Regions from separate parts of the Sus scrofa genome. Here region 2 is linked to region 1. Evidence: chromatin contacts called from public HiChIP or PLAC-seq data. All regions are on one chromosome and are shown on one strand. Each heading gives the region's core, a stretch centred on a gene start, on an enhancer-like site or on the middle of the called end of the contact. The rest is flanking DNA. Distances are from core to core; before and after follow the strand shown.

Region 1 (5,266 bases), core at 713-3,212:
CGGAAGAGGTAGCCCATAAAAGCCTCGTGAAACCCTTCTTCGGGGCTCAGACTCCGGAGAGCCATCTCCTCTGAGCCCGCGGGCATGATAAACCTGAGGTCTCCACCTCTCTGAGTGCTCGCTTGGTTTCTCACTGGGGAAAAGAACGGATCCACTGCAGCCACAGAGCTGCTGGAGCTGGTACACAACAGCCACAGGGCTGTCACCAGAGCTGATATGCTCAGGGGCAGGGTTGCTGGGCAACGGCTGTAACAGTAGAACCGAAATGATCACAGCCTTGTAAATCAACTAAACTTCCAAAAAACTTTCAAAAAAAGAAAATGTGAATACTCACATGGCCTATGAACCACAAGCAGAAAGCAGGAGAGATCCATTCTCGGGCATGGATTCCACAGTCAATCCAGACGGCAGTTTTGGCCTTTTGTTCTTTTGTAGAAACCTGCCCAGAGAAACCCAAAAAGCAAGAACAAGAAGCTTCAGGATAATAACTTTCAAGTATATAGTGCTTCTATTTAAAATCCTGTTAGCCAGTCTGTGAAATATGCATCCTCCTCTGCATTCCTTTGCGAATTCTCCAGGGAAATTAAAAGAGGATGTGATTAAAAATCACTAGCTAAGGTCACACAGCTGGTCAGAGTTGGGACTGAGGTCTGAAGCCAGGACTTGATTTAAGGCTCTTTTTATTCCCCTACAGTTACCTGGTGATGCCAGAGCTGCGTGAGAAAGTACAGAAGTAGAGACCCAGGAGCTAGAGCTTCACACTCTAGTTAGAATTAATTGGCTACTATGTGTTGGGTGGGCAATTTCCTGAGGGAGGTTTGGAACAGCAAAAGGCTTGGGAGGGTGAAGCCAGCGGTGCTCCATATAAATTTGGACCCTCTCACCATTTTCCCAGGGTTTACACTTTTAATGTGTGGATTATTTCCTTACTTCACACACAAAAAAGCACACTTCTAGCATCACACAAATTTATGACCAACAAATCTGGGGACAGAGGACTTATTCTGATTTACAGCATGGAGGACAGTGTAAGCTGCCAACTTTCTGGAGTAAGAACTCCCAACCCTTCCCCAATGACAGCCTTTGATATCTTTAGACAAATTCTCAAAATCACCTCCAAACAAAATGAATCATAGTTTCACTTGCGTTTGTTTGTTTGTTTGTTTGCTTTCTTTTTTGTCTTCTTTTAGGGCCGTTTCCCTCGGCATATGGAAGTTTCCAGGCTAGCAGTCCAATCGGAGCTGTAGCCACTGGCCTACACCGCAGCCACAGAAACATGGGACCTGAGCCGGGTCTGCAACCTACACCACAGCTCACGGCAACGTCGGATCCTTAACCCACTGAGCAAGGCCAGGGATCGAACCCGCAACCTCATAGTTCCTAGTCGGATTCGTCAACCACTGCGCCACGATGGGAACTCCTAGTTTCACTTGTGTTTAAAAACTACTCATGGGGGTGGAGGGAGAGGGCGGAATAAAAAAAAAAAATAGCGACAATTTTAGAATTTGGAGGGAAGGGAGAAGAGAGTTGCAAAATCAAACAGATTTACGGGGTTGGAATTCCAAAACCAGAACAAAAGAGTGCTTGATTTTTAGGTTGCCACTGACATCACGCAGAAGTTTTTTCTTCACTAACCTGGAGCTAAGCGATACCCGACAAGAAGACATGTGAGAAAATCAAATGACGTTGACCTCAAGGGGTCAAACTGGACAGAGAGGAGAATTACCCAGCTGATTTAATCTATTCCATTTAAAAGAAAATCCTGAGTTGTCTGGACTAGTTGCCTTCCTCAACCTTTTGTCTAACTGTCTTGGTCACCCCAAGACATGTGGACACCTCACATGATGTCCACATTCTAGATTAAGTAAGATTGGGAGTGAAGCAAGCAGGAAACAGGGGTTTCCAACAGGTACATCTGGGTTCCAGACACACCAGTTCCGAAGAAAGTAAATGTCATACGTAGGCATGCCGTGACTACACCAAGCCAGCCTGGATGGCCCACTCAGCTGCCAGGAAGCTCCGATGTTTCCTACATCTGCCTTCAATTTGCACTGCAGGTTCTTGTCAGAACAGATTAAAACCCAGAAGTCCTGACTCAAAATCTTACCTTTGGATAATCGAACAGGCTCACCTATCAGCAATTTAGGCAACATCGGGAAAGTATGCATAAAGTAAATGCTACTATGTCGAATGCATTTTTCCAATGGTCACATTTTTCCAGAGCATCTTTAAAATGTATTTTATTTCACATTTAATTTTTTTTTAAGGGAAAGAGTGGTTAAAAAAAAAAAAACAAAAAACAGAAGTGCAGAATCAGCAATTGACAGGCAGAACTTAGTTTGGTTTCAGTATTCTTCCTGTGGCCAAATTCACTAACCAGACTAAGGCTAATTTATTTACCTGAAAATAAATAACCAAACAGAGGGTGACTGAAGCAGAAGCTATCATATCAGCATCTCTGCCAAGGATTCCCAGTGTCACCCCGATTCCTATCCTTTCGTGGGTTTCATTGTTCAGCTCTTTCTTTGGTTCCAAAAACTGGATCTATGTCAATATTTGTTCAATAACAGACTCCTCTCCTTTTTTTTTCTCCAAGTAAGTCAGTTAGAGGTGGTGGTGCACATAAAACAAGGGTTTGAAAAATAATCTAGACCACATCTCTCATTTTCTGAAAGTAGGCGCTGAAGCCCAGAAAGGTTAAGTGGCTTCACTGACACATAAGTAGACACAGAATTGATTCTAAAACTGAGGTTACTACGCTTAGACCTACACGGCATTAGTAAAGGGGGGAAAATTAAAGGTAGTAACAAGCTCTAAATAGCCGGGTATTAAAGTTGAGGGACACTGGTAATATACTTATTCCCAGAACTCAAAAAAAAAAAAAAAATCCAAGTAATAATAAGCCTTGCTGGAGAAGGAACACCCCCCCTCCCCAAAGTTGAAAGATCAATGCTTCTCCCCACAACATACCTTTAAAACATAAAGTGGGCGCTTCTCATATGAGGATCCAATGTGGATTTTTTCAATCATATCAGGATGCCGCTCAGTTATAACCTCTATCCAAGAATAGATCTATCCAAGCAGAAAACCAGCGGTCAGTCACAGAGCAAGTTCAAAGCATTTCCCTGACAAAAGAAGCGCCTTTTTCAGGGAAAGGCGATCCCTCTAAAACACTTGTACGTGGACAGAATGAGGAGCTGAAACACTTGGGGGCAGGGTGCTGGTGCTGCTGTTGAGAAAATCAATAAAGTTTTGAAACATGTCAAGGGTTAGAGAAAGCGTGAAAACGTTCTAAGAATCTTAGGACAAGGTAAGAAACGTTAATCTTTAAACCACGGTTCCTGAAAGCTCTTTTTAAAGGCTCCTCACGTTGATGTCCTGCTCTGCATATGAAATTCAAGAGCTTATTTTTATATGGGATTTTTTCTTTTTCTTTTTTTTTTTTTTTTTTTTTTTTTGAGGGCTGCACCCACAGCATATGGAAGTTTCTGGGCTGGTGTGGAATCAGAGCTGCAGCTGCCAGCCTACACCACAGCCACAGATCCAAGCTGCGTCCTCAACCTACGCCACAGCTCATGGCAATGCCGGATCCTTAACCCACTAAGCGAGGCCAGGGATCAAACCCATGTCCTCAGGGATCCGAGTCAGGTTCACTACCACTGAGCCACCATCGGAACTCCTATATGGGATTATGTTTTAATTCATTTCTCAAGAGGAAGCTAAAGAAGCACTGGGCACTGGCTTTGCACCAGCTAAATGGAGGTGTCACTATTTCCCACCGGAGAAGCTGGCACCCATGATAAGATCTCTGAAGGGATGAGGCAAAGGCGAGGACGATCTGGAGAAGAGACAATTCTCTTCCACCCCGGGAAGCGTCTGATTCCGGACCTCTCTCCTGGGTGGAAGTCCAGTGCTTTCTGATTCCGTCAAGAGTACCGTGGAAGGAAAAACAAATGCAAGATGCTGGGTCTGACTTTAGGCTAGCGTCCCCTTCAAAGCAGGCCGAATGATGGACCTGCTCGTGTCTTAACCCAGACCACATTCTCAGGAGCCATCTTCACACCCGTACACCATCTACAGGGGCCACAGCCAACGCTCGGCTTTATTTCTAATGCTTTTTTCCGCTCATGGCTTTCCAATTCTTTCCTGGGGATAGGGTAAGAAAAAAATCTCTCTTCGAACAAAATATTTTAAATATACAAGAAAAATATTTTTAAATACTTCTGGCATTCCCCTCTTCCTACCAAACCCAACACAGCAGCTGGACGTAGTAGGAAGGCAGAGTTTCCTTCTCCATTTTGCAAAGGGTGCCTACCCAGCCTCTCAACTCTGGGCCTCAAGTTTGCTGCCGCAGGACGGATGGGGGAGGCTGGAGGGAGGGGATCTTGGTGGAAGAGACAGAGGGAAGGTAGGAGAGAGAAAGGACAGGGCTGCCATTTGAGATCCCCATCAACCAGCCGGGTACATCAGGGGGAGAAGCGCACGGAGTTCTGGTGTAACTAACTGGAAAGGAACAGATGCTTTTGGAGATTAAATTTAAAAATTGATTCTTATTGCTTAAGTCTTAGATGTCTTAAAAATAAGGATATGGTCCTTAACAGTTTCTGGGCACCTAGCCAAGCAGGATAAAAATACTCATATGAAGGAATACAGCAGCATATGCCTATGAAAGAATAAAAGGTATCAAGGGATTTGTATTACTTGGAGTGTATTACATTGAAAAGAAAGTGCTCTGGGGAGTTTGTTTCTGCAGCGGAAGTGAATCCGACTAGGAACCACGAGGTTGCTGGTTCGATCCCTGGCCTTGCTCAGTGGGTCAAGGATTTGGCATTGCGGCGAGCAGTGGTGTGGGTCACAGACACGGCTCGGACCTGGCTTTGCTGTGGCTGTGGTGTAGGCCAGCAGCTGTTGCTCTGACTGGACCCCTAGCCTGGGAACCTCTATGTGTTGCAGGGGCTAGGGGGCGGCGGGGGGGCAGCCCTAAAAAGACAAAAAAAGAAAGAAAGAAGGTACTTTGAGGGGTTTACCCTTTCAACTAACAAATATGGGAAATGGCTCTTACAGTAGAATGTGAAAGCTTACTGAGGTCAACAGCCGATCAATATGCTGCTTAATTTCCCTCTAGAAAAGCTGGAACCTATAAATACTAATAGAAAAAAAATCAGAGCTCCCATTGTGTTTCAGTGGGTTAAGAACCTAATTGGTATCCATGAGGATTCAGGTTCGATCCCTGGCCTTGCTCAGTAGGTTAAGGGTCCAGCGTTGC
Region 2 (5,266 bases), core at 1,452-3,951, 64 kb before region 1:
GGATTAGGAATAATCGCATCAACTTATCCATTATAGCCCAAAACTAGAAATCATTCAAATGTTTATCAACAGTTGAATGAATAAATTATGGTGTACTCATAGAATGAAATACTGTGAATACCAATGAGAATTAATGAACTACATGCAATAATTTCACAAACATACTGTAAGCAGAAGAAGCGAAGTACAAAAAGAGTACATGCCACAGATTCCACTTACACAGAGCTCAAAAACAGACAACCCTAATCCACGGTGGTAGAAATCAGGGCAGTAGCTACCTTTGGGAAGTGGGGGTGGGAGGCAGTGACTGGAGGGGAGGACAGGGGGCTAATGGGATACTGATAATTCTCTCTGTATTGATTTGGGTGCTGGTTATCCAAAACTGTTCTGTCTGTGAAAATTCAATGGTTGCACAAATGACTCATGCACCCTTCTGAATATATTATTATACTCAAGTAAAAAAACATTGTGAAGACTATTCTGGCTTTCAAGTGGAGAATGATATAGGAGACAAGACTAACCTCAAGGAACGAGTAAGAAGGTTATTTGGTAAAATATATCTATAGACAACACAACAAATATCTTAAGAACTAGAACATTAGTAGTCATTTAGAGAAATAGAGCTCCAGATACTAAAGTCATTAATACACAGACATTAATGATGCCCTGAGAGCATGACTTCATCTAGACAGAAAAATTGAAATTGAGAAGAAAAGAAGTCTCAATAAAGGGGAGACAACCAACAATTTTAGAAGCTGCTTCTAGAGACCAGTGGTTCTCAAAGAGTGGTCTGAGGATTCCTGGGGATGCCCAAGACAATTTCTAGAGTTCCAGAAGATCGAAAATATTTCTATAGTACTACATTATTTGCCTGGTTTACTCATTCTCTCCTGAGTAGATAATGAAATTTTCCAGAAGTCACATGATATGTGATATCATTAACAGACTGAATGTGGAAGCAAATGTGAAAATCTAGAATGTCTTCCATGAAGTCCGTTAAGAAGTTTACTTTAGCTTTAAGAAGTTAAAACTAAGATGTGCAGAAACAGGTAAAACACTGCCACCTCCTCCATTTTCACTTTTGCTTTGCAAAATACAGCTATTTTCCATAAAAGCATATATTAGGTTTACTCCTGTAATTCTTAAATAAATTAACAGATATTTAAAAATTTCTCAGAACCATTTTCTAATAATGGAAACTACTGAAGCAGATAATCACAAAAACATAAGCTCTTTTGTGTCCTTAAAAAGAGTGAAAAAGTGTGCTGAGACCAAAAAGTTTGAGAACTACTCATACAGACAAATTTTCTTCTGAGTCTAGCTAAACCGCTATTCACTTTAGATTCACGATGCAGAAGGTAAGTATATTAAATGAGTTCAGTCTCACAATCTGACCAACTTCATGCTTCGATATTCCTTTTGACAGAAACTTTTAATCCATAAAGATACACAATAATCAGAACTTATGCGTTTTAATCAAGAAAAAGCTAAGGAATAGCCATGTGAATATTTTATATGTAAAGCTACTATAAAAGACATTTACTCACCTTTTAAAAGAACTCTGCATATAAAAGGTTCTTGTAGTAAAATCACTTTAGGTTTTTAAAGATGATAGTCTAGAGCAAAGCCTTGGGTATCAGCATTTAATTTAAGGGACAGAGAGCATACAAGGAGCCTCTACATAGGGCCAAAGGGCTGGCACAGGAAGACAGAAAACCTGAAGGGTGACAGACGGACGCTAACGGGAAAGTGCTTCAAAAGAACAGAGGCCCTGGGAAATGTCACATGCTGCAGAGAGGTTACAGAATAAAAAGACAAGTTACGGCTCCATTTATTTAGCAAAAAGGAGATTACTGTGACCTTAAAGAGCAGTTTTCTTGAAGACATGACTCGGAGACTGAATAAATATGAGGTGAAAAAGCAGAATTTGGTTGTAAAGTGGGAACAAGCAGGGCGATGGCTCAAAATAATACGGGGAGAAGAGAAAATGTGCCAAGATGGATGTTAAGATGTAAAAGAGAAAGTAAAATAAGTGAACAAGACTGCAGAGGTGGGAGGAAATCAGGGGAATATAATCGCACGCCACAGGAGGAAGGCCTCTGAGCAAAGTCAAGTGTAGATGTGAATCAAGGACTAGCTCATAGGTGTGGTGGCAGGAAGCTGAAAGAGTCTGTGGATAGAGCTCCCTTATCTCTGTGTTACAAACAGCAAGCAAGAGAAAGGAGTTGGAAGACTGAAGGTGTAAGGAGAAAGGTTTGCAACGGCTACTAGGAAGAAAAGAAACAAACTGACTTAAGCTTTTCTGAACCTCTGAAATGTTCAACAAACTAGCATGCATTATTGAAATGAGAACAGGCAAGTTTCTATTTTTAAAAATAAGAAGCATCCAATGTATCTCAAACATTGGAAAGAATGTTTTTTATCCAAACATTAAACTAAATTAAAATGAAAAGAAAGAATGTTGGGTGTGTTAAAAGTTAATCCCTTAGTATTTAGGAAAAGTTAGCTATTTATCCTTGAACAGTTTGTAATATTTTATTTCAATATGTTAAATAATTTTAATTAACTACCATGGGATATTTTAGTTGCCTTTACTGCTGGGGTTTTTGTTTGTTTGTTTTTTGGTCTATTTAGGGCTGCATTGGTGGCATATGGAAGTTCCCAGGCTAGGGGTTGATGAGTCAGAGTCACAGCTGCTGGCCTACGCCAGAGCCACAGCAACACTGGATCAGAGCTGCAATCTACACCACAGCTCACAGCAACACCAGATCCTTAACCCACTGAATCCACATCCTCATGGATACTAGTCAGGTTCGTTAACCACTGATCCACGATAGGAACTCCCCTTTACTGCTCTTTTGTAGGAGGCATTACATTTACAAAATCCCAATGAACTCATCAATAGAGAAGTTTACTATTTGTTCTTAGAAGTAACTTTTTAACAGACAGTACTGTACAAAGATGGAATGGATTTCCTTAAAAAGTACTGATGCTCAAATTACTAAAGAGCCATTTAAGGTACTTTTCGAGTATTAGTCTATACGTTTTCAGAAGACATTTCTTAAAGACAGCAAATATTGTTAGGTGTGTAGTCTCCTGGCTGTCACAAGTACTCAACTCATGCATGAGTAGCTCAAAAGCAGCCACAGAAAATATGTAACCAAGTAAACAGGCATGGCTATTTGCCAATAAAACTTACTGCAAAAACAGATGGCTGGCTCACAAGTTCTAGTTTTCTAACACCTGGCCTAAGCTTTTGGCTTACTAATGAGGAAGTTGCTTACATTCTTAAACGCTTTAGTTTTGTCATCTATAAGCAAAGTAACAAAGCTACTGAATTAATGAGGAAATATATTAAAATGCCCAGTACACTCAACACATTCAACAAATTTGAGTTCCCCTTCTCTGTATTTGGCAGTGTGAGCCTATAATGCTCACTTCCAGAAGGTCAAAGAAGTAGAGATGAGAGAACATTCAAGGCGTGGAAAATAAATGCTCATCTGTTAAGACAATGACTCAAAGACGACTTTGCTTATTTTGAGACAAATCCCTCAATTATCACTGATTTGGATTTCTTCTAAAAGATGGAAGCCAACAATTTCCTAGAGATAATTTTCCTAGGTCCTTAAGGTTTAAAAAAATCTTGCTTTTAATATTTTATGCAAAGCAACAAATATACATTTAGGTTTTTTTAAACCTTGATACTAAAGAAATTAAAAATTTACAAATGTAATAAAATTCCAAAGGATTGTGATACTATACAATAAGTTCTAGAGGAAGAAAAGGATGGAAGTTGAAAAACACAGTGCAAATAGCTTTCTTTGCTTTTGTTCCACCATCTGCCATTTTCTGCCTTTTAACTCAATAAATAGATACAAGTCAACCAGGTGATTCAAACAGGTCACAGTGGAAAAGTGTTTTGAAGCCCACAGAAACTCTACAAAGTAAATAATCAATAAACTGACTATATAAACAAAGATTTTTGAAACTCACCATCTCTATTAGTTTCCCATTCTACATTTTCTTCTTCACTTTCTGGAGTTCTCTCCTTAGTGATTTTTATGTCTTCCTTTTCCCTATGTCTCCCTCTTGAAGATTCTTTCTAAAAAGTACATATATAAACACAGGTTATTATAGTTGTGAAACTACATGAGATAGTTACTATAATATGGAATATTTCTAACTTATCTTTGTTTCATTCAAGAATCAGTTTTGTAAATAATAATTTCCCTACTAAGTAGAGGAAATAAAGGTTCTACAGTAGCATCACAACGAGAAGACTGTACTCTATTTTACTTAAGAATGGGAACTTGGTAAATGTAAGAAGTAGCAAGATTTTAAAAGACACAGTGCAAATCTAACATTTTAATCAGCATTTGAGAGGATACTATATTCAGTTCCTATGTGAAAATGACGAGGTAAAGCTTAAAATGGAAAAAATACAACATAGGATTTGTAAGTGACTCTATTTTGAAATGACTAGAAAAAGGTTACAGCATTTACAGTAGATTCTCAAAAATAATTGCTGACCTCAGACTTGTCATACGCTAATGTTAGAGCATTTACCTACACCTAAAGATAAGTCCAAACTCATTTAATAATTTTACAAATGCTTTAAAAAGGGGGGTTTTCCCTATTTTGATTAAACAAAAAAGGCAACTAAAATAGTTAAGAAAGTTGTCCATATATTGCAGCAAAAATCCCAAAGTTTTGGGAGTTCCTTGGTGGCTCAGTGAGTTAAACATCCAGTGTGGCCACTACTGTGGCTCAGGTTCAATCCCTGTCCCAGGAACTCCACATGCCCCAGGTGCGGCCAAAAAAACAAAAGAAAACAGAAACAAAGTTTTACATTTTATTCCAGGTATAACAGGAGCCTATAGACAAAGCAGGACAATAGCAATTCGGCTTATAAAATTTAATTAAATATTCTATTACATAAGATAAGGACTCCAAACCACATGTAATTAAGCGGTAAGAAAATGAATGTCAAGGAACAGTTATCTTCCCACCACAGTGACTCACTTTTATTAGCACTCGAAATCCTGACTATGAGAGACATTGACACAAGGACATCAAGCGCTGAAAGTTTTTCTGGGCATTACCAAACATAAAGTTTGGCTGCTTAAAATACAAATTAATTTCTCTTTTAAGTCTTCTTTGTAAAGAACTCTAGTATATAATTCCCCCGAAATGTCACATATTTACTGTGAAGTCATGCTGTATTACTTGCTAAATGACACATATACAGTTGCTGGTAAAACAGGAG

Evidence for each region. HiChIP or PLAC-seq counts read pairs in DNA pulled down with a chosen protein or histone mark.
Region 2: an H3K27ac HiChIP or PLAC-seq map of alveolar macrophages shows a contact between it and region 1. The contact joins two enhancer-like sites. A contact is called at or near these places in 5 of 47 Hi-C or Micro-C datasets (blood, embryonic fibroblasts, fetal liver and 2 more) and 1 of 2 datasets of contacts at active chromatin or transcription factors (alveolar macrophages).

What each region holds. Positions count from the first base shown.
Region 1 is chr11:21,261,712-21,266,977 of Sscrofa11.1, reverse strand. It overlaps CPB2 (carboxypeptidase B2), which reads right to left. Exons shown (of 11, transcript XM_001929146.4): 5 at 2,971-3,072; 6 at 335-439. Among named protein-coding and RNA genes, the nearest start is that of CPB2, 30 kb to the right of the region's middle. Within about 2 kb of position 1,962, at least 1 of the 83 cell types and tissues checked has an H3K27ac peak or open chromatin away from gene starts, as enhancers often do. A contact at or near this core is called in alveolar macrophages, where this site is marked.
Region 2 is chr11:21,326,781-21,332,046 of Sscrofa11.1, reverse strand. ZC3H13 (zinc finger CCCH domain-containing protein 13) reads right to left here. Exons shown (of 19, transcript XM_021065602.1): 5 at 3,994-4,102. Among named protein-coding and RNA genes, the nearest start is that of ZC3H13, 31 kb to the right of the region's middle. Within about 2 kb of position 2,701, at least 9 of the 83 cell types and tissues checked have an H3K27ac peak or open chromatin away from gene starts, as enhancers often do. A contact at or near this core is called in alveolar macrophages, where this site is marked.